2 separate regions of the Mus musculus genome follow, and region 2 is linked to region 1. The links are chromatin contacts, called in public Hi-C maps. All regions are on one chromosome and are shown on one strand. The core of a region is the stretch at or near the end of the contact, and the rest is flanking DNA. Distances in the headings are between cores, read along the strand shown. Region 1 has its middle 9.6 kb from the start of Gm52113. Region 2 overlaps Grid1 (glutamate receptor, ionotropic, delta 1).

Region 1 (6,024 bases), core at 2,610-5,109:
CTGAACTTGGTACTGTGCCTCTCTTCAGGGACAGGGTGTGAAAGGCAGGGCATGGCACTGGACGGAGGACAACCACTAAATACAGTGGAACCGCTAATGCCTGTGGCTGCCCCTCCCTGGAGAGAGGGAAGGGATGGAGACCAGGGTTAGGCCCTGAAATCAGGCTTCAGAATGCGAAGCTCACAGCCCAACCCATCCTGCCCTCTGCACTTCCCACGTTGCAAGTCTGTGGTTCCCGCTAGGAACCTTTGCTTTTCTCTGATTATTAGAAAGGCTTCAGGCATCACGGTTCTGCTAGCAAAGACTGCACACTTTCTCTCCTAGGTCCTGGGATTTCACATCAAAAGAACAGTCACTCAGCTGACCCTTATCCCACAGATACTGCTGGGGACTTTGTATCCCCAGCAGGGGCAGGGATGAGTCACCTCCCTGAGGGGTGGGTGGGGGTAGGGAGTGAACTCCTGATTGATTTTGTAGAATTTGTTTTCATGATCTAAGACATAAACACATCCTTTAGAAATGAAACGTTTCTGTGAAAACTGTTCCCTGCCCATTGCCCCTGCCTTATAGTCCCACCTCCTGGAACAGCTCCCAAGCCTTCACTCTCTTCCGCTGGCAATTGCCCTGTTTGTACGCAAGGGCTTAGAACGCCAAATCTGGGTTTGGAATTTGTGGAAAGGGATTTTTCTTGTTGTCAGCTAAACCCCCAAAGAAGTAGCTGCGAGGCTTAGCGGTACCAGCATTCTGGGAGGAATATCACTAAGGTGCTGTATAGCCTCCCAAAGCATCAAAGGAGGTCAAACTTGCTTGGGTTTGGTCCAAACCCATCATCCATTCAGCTCCAACTGTCTAGAAGCCTACATAGGTGCTTTTCTTCCCATGAGTGTTCCTCTGAAATAAAAACCAATTCCTTATGACTAGCGAAGTATCTGAATTGGTGGAGTGCATACCTAACCCTAGGTTCAATCTATAGCATCACACACACACACACACACACACACACACAGTATGATGGCATATGCCTGTAATCCCAAGTGCAGAATAACAGTAAGTTCCAGGTCATCCTAGACTCAGTATGAAATTCAAGGCTTGCCTGAGCTAATGGAGACCTGTCTCTTAAAAAGGAAAATTACAATTCTTTGATATGTAGACCACTGACTTGGTCCACCAGCCAGACTGTACCAGCCAGCCTTTGCATTACTAAGTGGGACACCTGAGGGAGATCATTTTATAAAAAGCAAAGGTTTGGGGGAAGATCAAGGGCCTGCATTAGTCTTGTCAAAGCAGCTCCTGGCTGTGTTATCAGAATGGAGGCTCGCATTCATGGGAGGGCTTACACTACCGAACAAGAAGACAGAGATACTGGGGTGCCACAGTCCTAGCTCCTCAGTGACCTAAGGATTTTCCATCAGCCCTTTCCTAAAGTGGCTTCCAAGTGAGCCACCCTAAAGACCAAACCTTCAACTACAATAGATCCTTGAAAAACAAGATTAAGTCAAATCCACAGCATAACATACCACTACAATGAACTACAATGAATAGCATCGAGTGATAACCAAAGCTTTAAGCAAGGCTGCCAAGAGGCTCACAGCCAGAACTCATCCAGGTGTTTTTCTAGTTTCAGAACATACAGATGTAATAGATGAGCTCATTTGTCCCAGGGCACCCCTTAACATAAAGAATAAGTCTATTCCCCAAGAAGTGGTGGCCACACCTGTAAAGCAGAGATAAGTGGATCTCTGAGTTCGAGACCAGCCTGGCCTACAAAATGAGTTCCAGGACAGCCAGGGCTACACAGAGAAACCCTGTCAAGCAAAAGCCAGAAAAATGGACCTATTGTCCAAAGGAGGACATTAAAAGAAAACCAATTCCTTGTCTATTGAGGTTTGCTCGAGGGCGTTGGAGCTGTGTTTATCTGATTCCTCTATTTGAAAGTTCAAGCTAGCAGTTGTTCTCAGATGGCATGCAGGCACTAATAACCCTGGCGTCTCCTGTGGAATCATTCAGTAGGTATTTTAGACATCTCACTCTTAAGTCTGGAGGTGTAGCTCAATGATAGCATACTTGGCTTAGCATATGAGACATTCAGCTTTTGATTCCTAAGATCTTAAACAAAACTTCAAAACAAATCACCTCACTTCTTAAGCCGCAAGGACAGTCTTGAGAAATCCCATTTCCCTGGTCAGTACCCTGAAGCTCTTGAGGAACTAAGTTTTCAGAGGCTGAGCTTATTGTAGGTGGAAATGGGGACCCAGCTGACCCTTCAGTGGAGGTGCAAGGCTGGTGTGGCACTGAGGGCCACCGAAAGCATTGCTCACTAAAGGGTGGGAAAAGCAAACAGCGCTGGCATTTGCCACATGGTCACGAAGGATTAGGTCTCAGACAAAGAATCTGAAAGGATTGTTCTTAAGAAAAAAATAAGCAGGGCAATTCTAACAGATTCAAAGAAACTTAAAAGGCTTATAATGAGATGTGTGGTTCACACAAGCTTCTGGGGACCATCCAGAAGTCTGATCTCTGTCTCAACGTGAGATGTTTTAAAGGAACCGTGGCTTTTTTCAAGAATGACATAATGGTATAGTTGGTGCTATATCAAATGTTATTCTCTGGTTGACATACAATGTCTAGAATTTTCTTTAATACTTTAAATAAGTACAAGAAGTGGGGTTAAGGGGCTGGTGAGATGGCTCAGCAGGTAAGAGCACCTGACTGCTCTTCCGAAGGTCCGGAGTTCAAATCCCAGCAACCACATGGTGGCTCACAACCATCCCTAATGGGATCTGACGCCCTCTTCTGGAGTGTCTGAAGACAGCTACAGTGTACTTACATATAATAAATAAATAAATCTTAAAAAAAAAAAAAGAAGTGGGGTTAAGGGGCTGGAGAGCTGGCTCAGCGGTTAAGAGCACTGACGACTAGAGGAATCCCAGTTGGCTGAAACTGATAATTAGCTAGGTGGTGTGTACTTGAGGATGTCTCTGATATTCTTTCTTGTTGTTGTTATTTTTGTTTTCTCTTGAGGCAGGATATCACGTTGAACTCACCATGAAGACCAAGCTGACCTCAAACTCACAGAGCTCTGCTTGCCTCTGCCTCTGCCTCCAGAGTGCTGAGATTAAAGGTAAATATTAAATATATATAGCCTACATTTGTGGTTTAAACCAAGGTAATTTAGAGAACATCCCTAGAGTAGCATTGTAAGGAGTGGAGTGTGACTGTCCCCTGATAATTAATAACTCTGGATGGCAACACTGGCATTAGTAATTTAGCTATAGTCACCTGGCATCTAAACAGTTAACAGAGCTTCACTAATGAGCTCTTGCCCTAAACAATTCAACTGTTCCGCTTAGTCAGAGCCAATCCCTTCAAGACCAGGAACCTGCTCTCTATCACATCCCTGTGGCTGGCTTTGGCCATCAATTGCTCAGGAATAAGCGTTTTGGTTTTTGGGGTTTTGGGTTTTTTTTTTTCTGGGCAGTGGCTAATAGTCCTAATGTTTGGTGTGCTGTGGACATTGTCAGTGTGCCATAAGAACTGAAACAAGAGCACAGGTCAGCCTGGAGAGTCATTTAGATGGCTCAGCTGCAAGACCTGCTTCCGGATATTTGAGAAGGAGTGGGCGTGGCAGTGGGGACTTTCACCTTAAATCCCAGCACTAGAGAGGCAGAGGCAGAGACAGGCGGATCTCTGTGAGTTCCAGGCCAGCCTGATCCACAGCGCTAGTTCCAGGACAACCAAGGCTAGCCAAAGAAACTCTTGTCTGAAAACAAAATAAAACAAAAGGTGAACAGGCAGTGGTGTGTTAGTCAGCTTCTTTGTGGAAGCAAACAGGCAAACAATGTATCTTGCATCTACACTGCAGGGGTGGAGGCTGCCCATCTCCGGCTTCTCATTTCAGACCTAGCTTGGACAAGCCAGAGAGAGTGGAACTGGTTAGTGCCTCTCGGTATGTCTGCCCAGCTGTGGTATAAAATGTTCCTGTAGAGTTCCACTCACCAGAGTGGGTCAAGGAATTAGACTGTACCTTTGGGAGGAAACTTCAGATCCTATGAGTAATCCTCTTACAGGGAACAGAGCAGACGGCATCAGTAATCCAATTACTTGCATATCCCAAGATAGTAACTGTGCGTGCAGTAGAGGTGGGCAATTGCTGCTATATTTCCATTCTCATATTTCTCATTTGCTCAACAGTTGTATATATTTTTATAGTGCAACATCCATTCAGCTAGAATCATAATGTCTGGGGAAGCTTGCCTTCACTACAGCCAGGCTGTGGCGTGTTCAGGAGCTCTCCTGACATGGAAACCCCACCATTCTTCTTTTATCAGTTATCTGTTCACATGACTTTTTTCCCACTTGTTTAGTTTTGTTTGCTTGTTTGTCTGAGACAACGTCTATATATATATATATATATATATATATATATATATATATATATATATATATATATATATATATACACTTCTGGTTGTCGTGGAACTCACTTGGTAGACCACACTGGCCTGGAGCTCTCAGAGATCTGCCTGCCTCTGACTCCCCAGTGTTGGTATTAAAGGCATACACCACCTTGCCCAGCTCACTTCACTTTTAAACATAAGATTTATAAAGATTTATTTTACTATTTCTTACCTTTATGTGTGTGTCCCAAGTGTTGAGGTTTGTGAAGAGGCCAGAAGAGGGCGCCATACATCTTGGAGCTGGCGCTACTACAAGCATGGTGAGCCCACTATGATAGTTCTGGAAACCAAATGTGGATCTTCCCGAAGAACAGCAAGCACTCTCTCTCAGCCGAGTCACCTCTCCTATTTCCACTTAGTTCCTAAATGGTGCCACACTGCTTTCTTTACTCTGACTGTGTTTGTGACAGGTGAGTAAGCCCCTATAAGCATTAGTGAAAATACCCATAGAAAAGAGGCCAACACTTCCTAGCTATTCATAAAGACTTCTTCAATCCAAACAATGCATCATTTACATTGATAGAATTTCTATTGTCACATAAGCAGGGCATTTGCTTTCATTTATGGTATTTTATTTTGTCATGCACTTTTTGTTACTGAACTAACAAATACTCATTTGATAAGAGTTCAGAAGTATAGACAGGTATAGATCAGCGAGTAAACCCACCAGTTGTGTATGGTCCTGGGAGGCTAGTTAATATTTTTCCAGGAAAGCAGCGCCATCCTGCCATTGACCAGCTTCACTTCTCAGTGTGCAATGATTATTTCTCTATGTCTATTCTCTTAGGTCTTAGTATTTATTGCTGATGGCTATAAAATGTCTTACCCTGTGAGAGCAGCATATTTTATTTAGCTAATCTCCTAGTATTTTTTAAAATTCCATTATAAATTGACTTACAAATAAATAATTTCAAGCAGCCACTGTTACCTCATTAAAATGCATATTAAATAAGGCACTATACATAAAAATTGCAAATTTTATATATTTTTAGGGGCATGCTGGAAAAAAAAAGAGAGAGAGAGGAAAAAAAGTGTTTTGTGACTACAAAGTAATCAAATGTGCCATAACAAAAAACCCTAAGTAGAAAGTCTACATGTGGGCTGGAGAGATGGCTCAGCGGTTAAGAGCACTGACTGCTCTTCTAGAGGTCCTGAGTTCAGTTCCCAGCAACCACATAGTGGCTCACAACCATCTGTAATAGGATCCGATACCCTCTTCTGATGTGTCTAAAGACAGTGACAGTGTACTTCCATAAACTTAAAAAGAAGTGCTATATTTGATGTGAAGAATAAGACCCCACTTTCTATAAGGAGTGAAGAGGCAGATCATTTTACAAAGTCTGGTGCAGTCTCAGACCAATGCCAGCGTGCTGAGGAGCGCAGAAAACAGTTCTTAGAACCCAGTGCGCAGGCTCCTCCCTTCTTTTCTACATGTGCCAAACACTAAAGTGGTGCAGGCTTTAATGTCATCTGCCACTTACAGTTGTTTATTTCTCAGTCAAGACTATGCGTGAGTTTATCTCTTCTACAGTCTGCTTATTTTCAAGCCTTTCAGTGCCTGGGATGT
Region 2 (6,024 bases), core at 1,477-3,976, 300 kb after region 1:
TGGGATCACGCTGGTCCTTTTAGTTTGCTTGGGCTGGGCTTTGTGTGAGAGCCACTGTGGCCCATGCGTCTCTAGCTTAACAGCCTCCCTGAGGCCTTGGGAGACCCCACCTGTGCCACTCTTTCTTCTGCCTTGTGCCACTTGTTCCCATACTCTCTAATGGCCTTTCCCTCTCAACCTCTTACTCAGCACTTCCCAGCGTTGTTTCGAGGTAGGCCAAACCCTAGAGAGGCTCTTAGGGCCAAGTTTGCCATTCATGGCTTTTTTTTATTAGAAGCCACAGAAGACTCTCTCCTTGCCCTGCTTTCCTTGGAGATAGTGGGAAACTAAACTTAGCATTTTTAAGGTATTCTGTTTTTCTCTTTGGTGAAGAGATTGAAAGGTTATCCATCTGTTTACCTATCATCCATATCCCATCAATCCATCCATTCAGTCGTACATGTACCTACTTAATTATTCCTTTACCCATACACTCAACCATCCTATGGCCAATTCATTGTCATCTGTCCATCCATCTGCCTTTCTTCCCATCTTCACATGTTTCTTTCTACCCATTTATGATGTATCACCTATCCACCTACTCTTCTACCTGTCTGTCCATCCCTCTGACCATTAATCCACCTAATCAAGTATTTGGTGATTCCTGCAGTATTCTAGGAATAGCACCAGATACCAGAGATCTGAAAAATAGATGAGATCCATCTTTAGTTGCATAGGTGACTTTAGAGGAGGCCAGCCAATCTATCACAGTAATTGTTACTGAAGGTGGTGTGATCTGGCATGGGGAAAGGGACAGGTGGGAGCTAGAACTGGTAGGTGGACAGCGGGGTATGGTTTTGAAGAGGTTGTTGCAGCCAATAACACCAGGCCTGGAATAAAATGCTCACTGTATGTTATTGGACAATGTAGTATTCTTATATAGAGGTAGAGCTGGGTCCTGAGCAGTGGGGAAGGGGTCTAGGAAATTCAGCAGCTGGAGTGAGGAGATGCTAGACTGACAGCAGAGGTGGGTGCTGGTGGAGGAGATGGATCAGTGACCTCATGTAGCTGAGAAAATCCTTGCTCTTCTTTTGGGGTCATACTCCTCTGTACTGTGAGCTGGTGTGCCAGGTTTATGGCGGCTAAAAGCCAGCTGAAGTCATTGTCAGGAGCTCCTCTTGCCTGTCTTTCCTGGGCTGGACTTATCTCAGGCACTAGACACACTACCACTAGAGAGCACCCACGACAGGGCAAGGTGAGGTCTCCGCTACACTAGGCCCGGGGAGCCTAGGAGGCCTGTGACTTTTCAGGTCCTTGTGGTTATGGAGGTTAGTGGGGCAGATCATACTTATCCCCTAGGCTGCTCCCAAGCCCTGGCTAGAGAGGTCCTGGGATAGTGCAGACTCTGACTCTTAGCATCTAGAGGAATTATCTTTTCTGCCTTATGGATCCCAAGAAAGGCAGAGCTGAGAAGTGTCTGCGCTCCAGTGTTTCTCCCTGGTTCTCACTTGTCTCAGCCCCTGGAACACTGGCCCTCTTTTTTTTTTTTTTTTTTCTTTTGGTCTACCTTCCCCTCCATGTTGTAGTGATGCCTTGGCTGTTCTGCGAGGACAATTAATGGATGCTCCAATTCTTCCTACAATAATCTTCAATAATGAAATTAGAATGGGGACCATGCCTAGTTCATTGGCCTTCTCCTGCCCCCCCCAGGGGGTGCCTTGCCCCTACAGGGACCTTTCCCAGTGTCTTGGGAGAAAGAGGGAAGGACATGTGTATAGTAGCTGCTTACCCATGTTACTTCAAGGACCAAGAGCAATACCTACCCATCCCTTGGGTCAGTACCATTGGGGGATGGATCGTTTAGGCTGAGGCTTTTCTGTTTTGCAGAGGCCACCTAAGGGAAGGGGCATCAAGCACAGGCTAATTAGGTATGATAGAGTAAAGCTAATGACAGTGATGATTGTGGTGAGAATAATGAGCCTTGGCAACAGCTGACGTTCTGAGACGAGAATGTTCCTCGCCTACCTGCTTGGGTAGGGCAGATGCTGGGACAGCCACGAGTGGCATTCTCACTTTCCCAGAGCCCTGGATACTAGGTTGTCTCTGGCCCTCCCCTTACCCCTAAGGGTTTTGGTACCAGCTTGGGTTGCACACAGGAGAAGAGTTGCCAGTTAGTAGAGATGGACACAGGCCTGACAGGAAAGAAAACCCTGGGCTCTGTGCCAGATCAGGTTTCTAATGCCTTAGGTGGGAAAGGAAAAAGTGAAAACCCTGAATCAACAAGAGGCAGGGGTCTAATTACTGTGGGTAACACCAATGTTCTGATTTTGGGCCCTGGTGCTCCCTTTAATTTGGGGTCTTTAAATATTTACCTGCAATGGAGGGGAAGAAAATCTTTTGGGCTCCAAGACTATCTGGCAGCAATGTGCTGAGAAATTCATTAAGCCACAGTTAATTAGGGGATGAAAGATACATATATAGCTCATTAGTTCAACCCACATAATTTACATCTCTGAGGATACTTGAGTACTATCTCAGCTCCAGCTCTCCAAAAAAACCCTCTCGTGTCTTTAAATGCAGCATGTCACCTGACTGCCTCTGGGGCCTATGGGACAAGAGAGGTGGCTGGTCTGTCATCCCTGTGTCTGTCCAGGGCAAAGGGGATTAGGGCCTCTCAGCCTGTCCTGTTTCCTGCTAGAGCTGCTGGTGGTTGGATTGGCTGTGCTCCTGCTGCTGGGCATGATTAGGGAGGGAGGAAGCAGCCCCCCCCCTTGCTGCTGCATCGCTTAGCATAATAGTGCGGTGTCTGAGCAGGCTTTAAACTCTATCCAATCCGGTTCCTTGACTGAGGACATTAGCCTTGATTTAATCTGTAGCACACAGAGAAATCATGACTGAAAAGTCAGATTTATGTGTCTCTTACCATACAAGAGTTCCTATTCTGGGCCTCTGAGGTGGGGAAGTGGGAGACTTGGCTTTGCCAAGCACAGCCCAGGACCCTCAGCTATGCTTCCTCCACACACCACCCCACCAAGTTGACTTCACTGATCACTGTGTGAGTGTAATTCCAGGCCCTGCTCTCAGCCCTCATTCAGCTTGGAAAGAGAGATGGGAGTAGGTGTGTGTACTCCTGTGCACAGATGTATGAGGATATGTGCACAAGCGTGTATGTGTACAGGTGTAATAAATAGGCATGCCTCTCCTTATCTGTATTCAGGTATGCATAGAAGGATGGCAGGGAGCCTCGTGGAAAGTTGCATTAAATATCCCAAAGAGTCAGAGTGGCCTTTCTCAGTCCACACCTGTCCCTTTTTTTGTACTAGGGGCTGCAGCGGACAGGACAGAAGGTGACCCAGATGCAGCTGGCAGGTGTGAATCCCACCTCTGCTGATAAATAGTTGGGCATTTGTGGTGTCCTCACCTGAAGCAGCAACAGTAGCCCTGGCTCAGAGGCCCTGTTTGAGAGAGAGGAGAGATGGACTTACTTCCTCTTAGGGCTCGTGGAGAGCAGGCTGCTCTTCGTTGCTATCTTTACCCTGCTACTTCTTTGAGCCTCATTTTCCCCATATGTTAACTGAAGTTAACGTTGCTGAGCTCACGGGTAGTAGCTGGGGCTGGGCGCCTGTTGGTAGCTGGCACAAGGGATGTTGACTGTGGAGCTTTGTGCTAGGAAGGTGAATAGGGAAGGTGAGCAAGCCTGCGGTGTTGGGACCCTCAGGTGTGGCTGTGGTGGAAGTGAAGGATAACTGCACAGAGGTTCTAGCTGAGGACTCCTGACCCCATCCAGGCCTCCTCCCGTAGAGACCTGCCTGGTCAGATGACGCTGCTTATAATTACCATGTGTCACTTACAAATAAAAAGATGTCAATAAAGTGTTTCTGTTTTTAAATAATGAAGGCCCCATATTATGCTGAGAGGAGCTTGGCGGTGGGGCATGGTGGAACGTGGAGGATGGTCCCCTTGCCTGGGTCAGGTTCTTTGATATGGTGGCAGCAGTGGTAGCAAGAAAGAATGGACTGCACAGTGAGTCAAGGTTGCTTGCACTGTTTGCTGGCCACTGTTTTTGCACCCATGTCTTCACCCCAGCCCTGGTAAGTGAGTGCTATTACACCTGATTACAGGGAACTCAAGCCAAACCCAGGCAGGGCTGGGAGAGGGGCCTTGGGTAAGGGGTTGGTGGAGAGACGGTGTCTATCAGTGCTTAGCAACAGATGTATCCCGCCCCACCCCCAACACTTAGTACTGTGACTGTGGGCAAATTACCTTTGTGAGCCTGAGTGTAACCACGCAGGCTGTTGCTTGGTAGGGATGGAGTGAATTCTTAGGGAAGAGGCTAGACTGGTGTTGGAGTACTTTGATTATTGGGAAGTGTTCTAGTTAGGGCTACTATTGCTGTGACAAAAGCAACGTGGGGACGATGGGTTTGTTTGACTTATGCTTCCACATCACTGTTGGTCCTTAAAGGAAGTCAGGACAGGAACCTGGAGGCAGGAGCTGTCACAGAGACCACAGGGTGCTGTTTACTGGTTGGCTCAGCTTGTTCTCTTATAGAACCCAGGGCCAGCAGCCCAGGGATGGCCCCACCTACAATGTCCTGGGCCCTTCCATACCAATCACTAATTAGGGAAATGCCCTATAGGCTTATCTACAGCCTGATCTTATAGAGGCATTTTCTCAATTGAGGCTCCCTCCTCTCCAATGCCTATAGCTTGTGTCAGGTTGACATAAAACTGGCCAGCACAGGAAGGGTGGGGAGAGGAGGCTGGTGCTGGTGTCTGGGAACTGGCATATATAGATATTTCAGGTCTGCCGTTTCCCCTGCACATGGCTTCCTGAGCTGGGTTTTTGCTTTGTCAGCTGCATTATAATTGTCAGCTTGCAGGAGCCCTCTAGGAGGGCCTGAGCAGGACAAGGCTTCCCTTGGGGCACCCCTCCTCCAGTAGGTATCAGTACAGATCTCTTTTTCCTCCTGGATCTCCTGCCCAAGGTCCCCCGTGGTTTAGGTGATGAAGCACTCTCCCTGCCCCCACCCTCAGCCCCATGACCTTCTCAGCATTATGGGGGGACTTTTTTTTTTAACTAGACAGGTGCTTGAATTATTTGTTAATGCATTTTCATTTTTAATTGACACATATTAATTGTACATACTTATGGGTATATGTACAGTCTGCTTTATTACACTATGACAAGTAGCTGAGACAAACAACTTGAAGGGAGGATCTGTTTATTTTGCTTAACCTTTGCTTTCCTGTGTGTTGTAAGGCACAGCATCATGGTGATGGGTGGGTATGGAAGGGCTATTCACCTCATAGTGCACAGAAGAACAGAGAGGCAGGGGAGGACACAGGACAAGGTACATCCCTCAACCGCATACCCTAGTGGCCTCTGCCTCTAAGGAGGCCTCACCTTCTAACTTTGCTATTACCTCTCAATAATGACTTCAGATTAGGAGTTCATGAATGGACTAATCCATTCATGAAGTCAGAGCCTTCAGGTCCAGCCACCTCCCAAGAGCCCATGAGCTGGCAACCAACCATGGCTCTGTGGGGAATAGCTCACAGGTAAATCATAATAACGAGGGACACTGTAACGTTTCTACACAGGAAGGCAATGTGTCGTGGTCACTAGGGTAATTGGCACGCACAACCACTTCAAGTACTTTTTTTGGGGGTGGGGGTGGTTTCGAGACAGGGTTTCTCTGTGTAGCCCTGGCTGTCCTGGAACTCACTTTGTCGACCAGGCTGACCTCAAACTCAGAAATCCGCCTGCCTCTGCTTCGTGAGTGCTGGGATTAAAGGCGTGCACCACCACGCCCAGCTCACTTCAAGTATTTAACATTTCCATATAAGGGGCATTCATTTTTTCCCCAGCTAGCTATGCCAACTGTAGTTATCAAACTGGGCCATTCATGAAAAACGTTGCGTGATCCAAAGTGCAATTCCTTTGGATTATCATTGTCCTCTTGTCCCCAGATGTTTGCATGAAGTGACATTTGGCCTGGAGCTTGACTCTGTTCTGGACTTGGTGAATCCAGCCTAGCCTTCA

The links. Hi-C and Micro-C count contacts between places; a contact is called where the count stands out from the background.
Region 2: a Hi-C map of rod photoreceptor shows a contact between it and region 1, with 4 times the contacts expected there. The contact joins two enhancer-like sites. A contact is called at or near these places in 2 of 39 promoter capture datasets (the 3T3-L1 cell line and stem cell-derived epiblast-like cells) and 2 of 484 Hi-C or Micro-C datasets (embryonic stem cells and rod photoreceptor).

The regions. Positions count from the first base shown.
Region 1 is chr14:34,607,737-34,613,760 of GRCm38.p6, forward strand. No RefSeq gene overlaps it. Among named protein-coding and RNA genes, the nearest start is that of Gm52113, 9.6 kb to the right of the region's middle. Within about 2 kb of position 3,860, at least 6 of the 459 cell types and tissues checked have an H3K27ac peak or open chromatin away from gene starts, as enhancers often do. A contact at or near this core is called in rod photoreceptor, where this site is marked.
Region 2 is chr14:34,906,380-34,912,403 of GRCm38.p6, forward strand. All of the region lies in intron 2 of Grid1 (glutamate receptor, ionotropic, delta 1), which reads left to right. Among named protein-coding and RNA genes, the nearest start is that of Mir346, 15 kb to the left of the region's middle. Within about 2 kb of position 2,727, at least 13 of the 459 cell types and tissues checked have an H3K27ac peak or open chromatin away from gene starts, as enhancers often do. A contact at or near this core is called in rod photoreceptor, where this site is marked.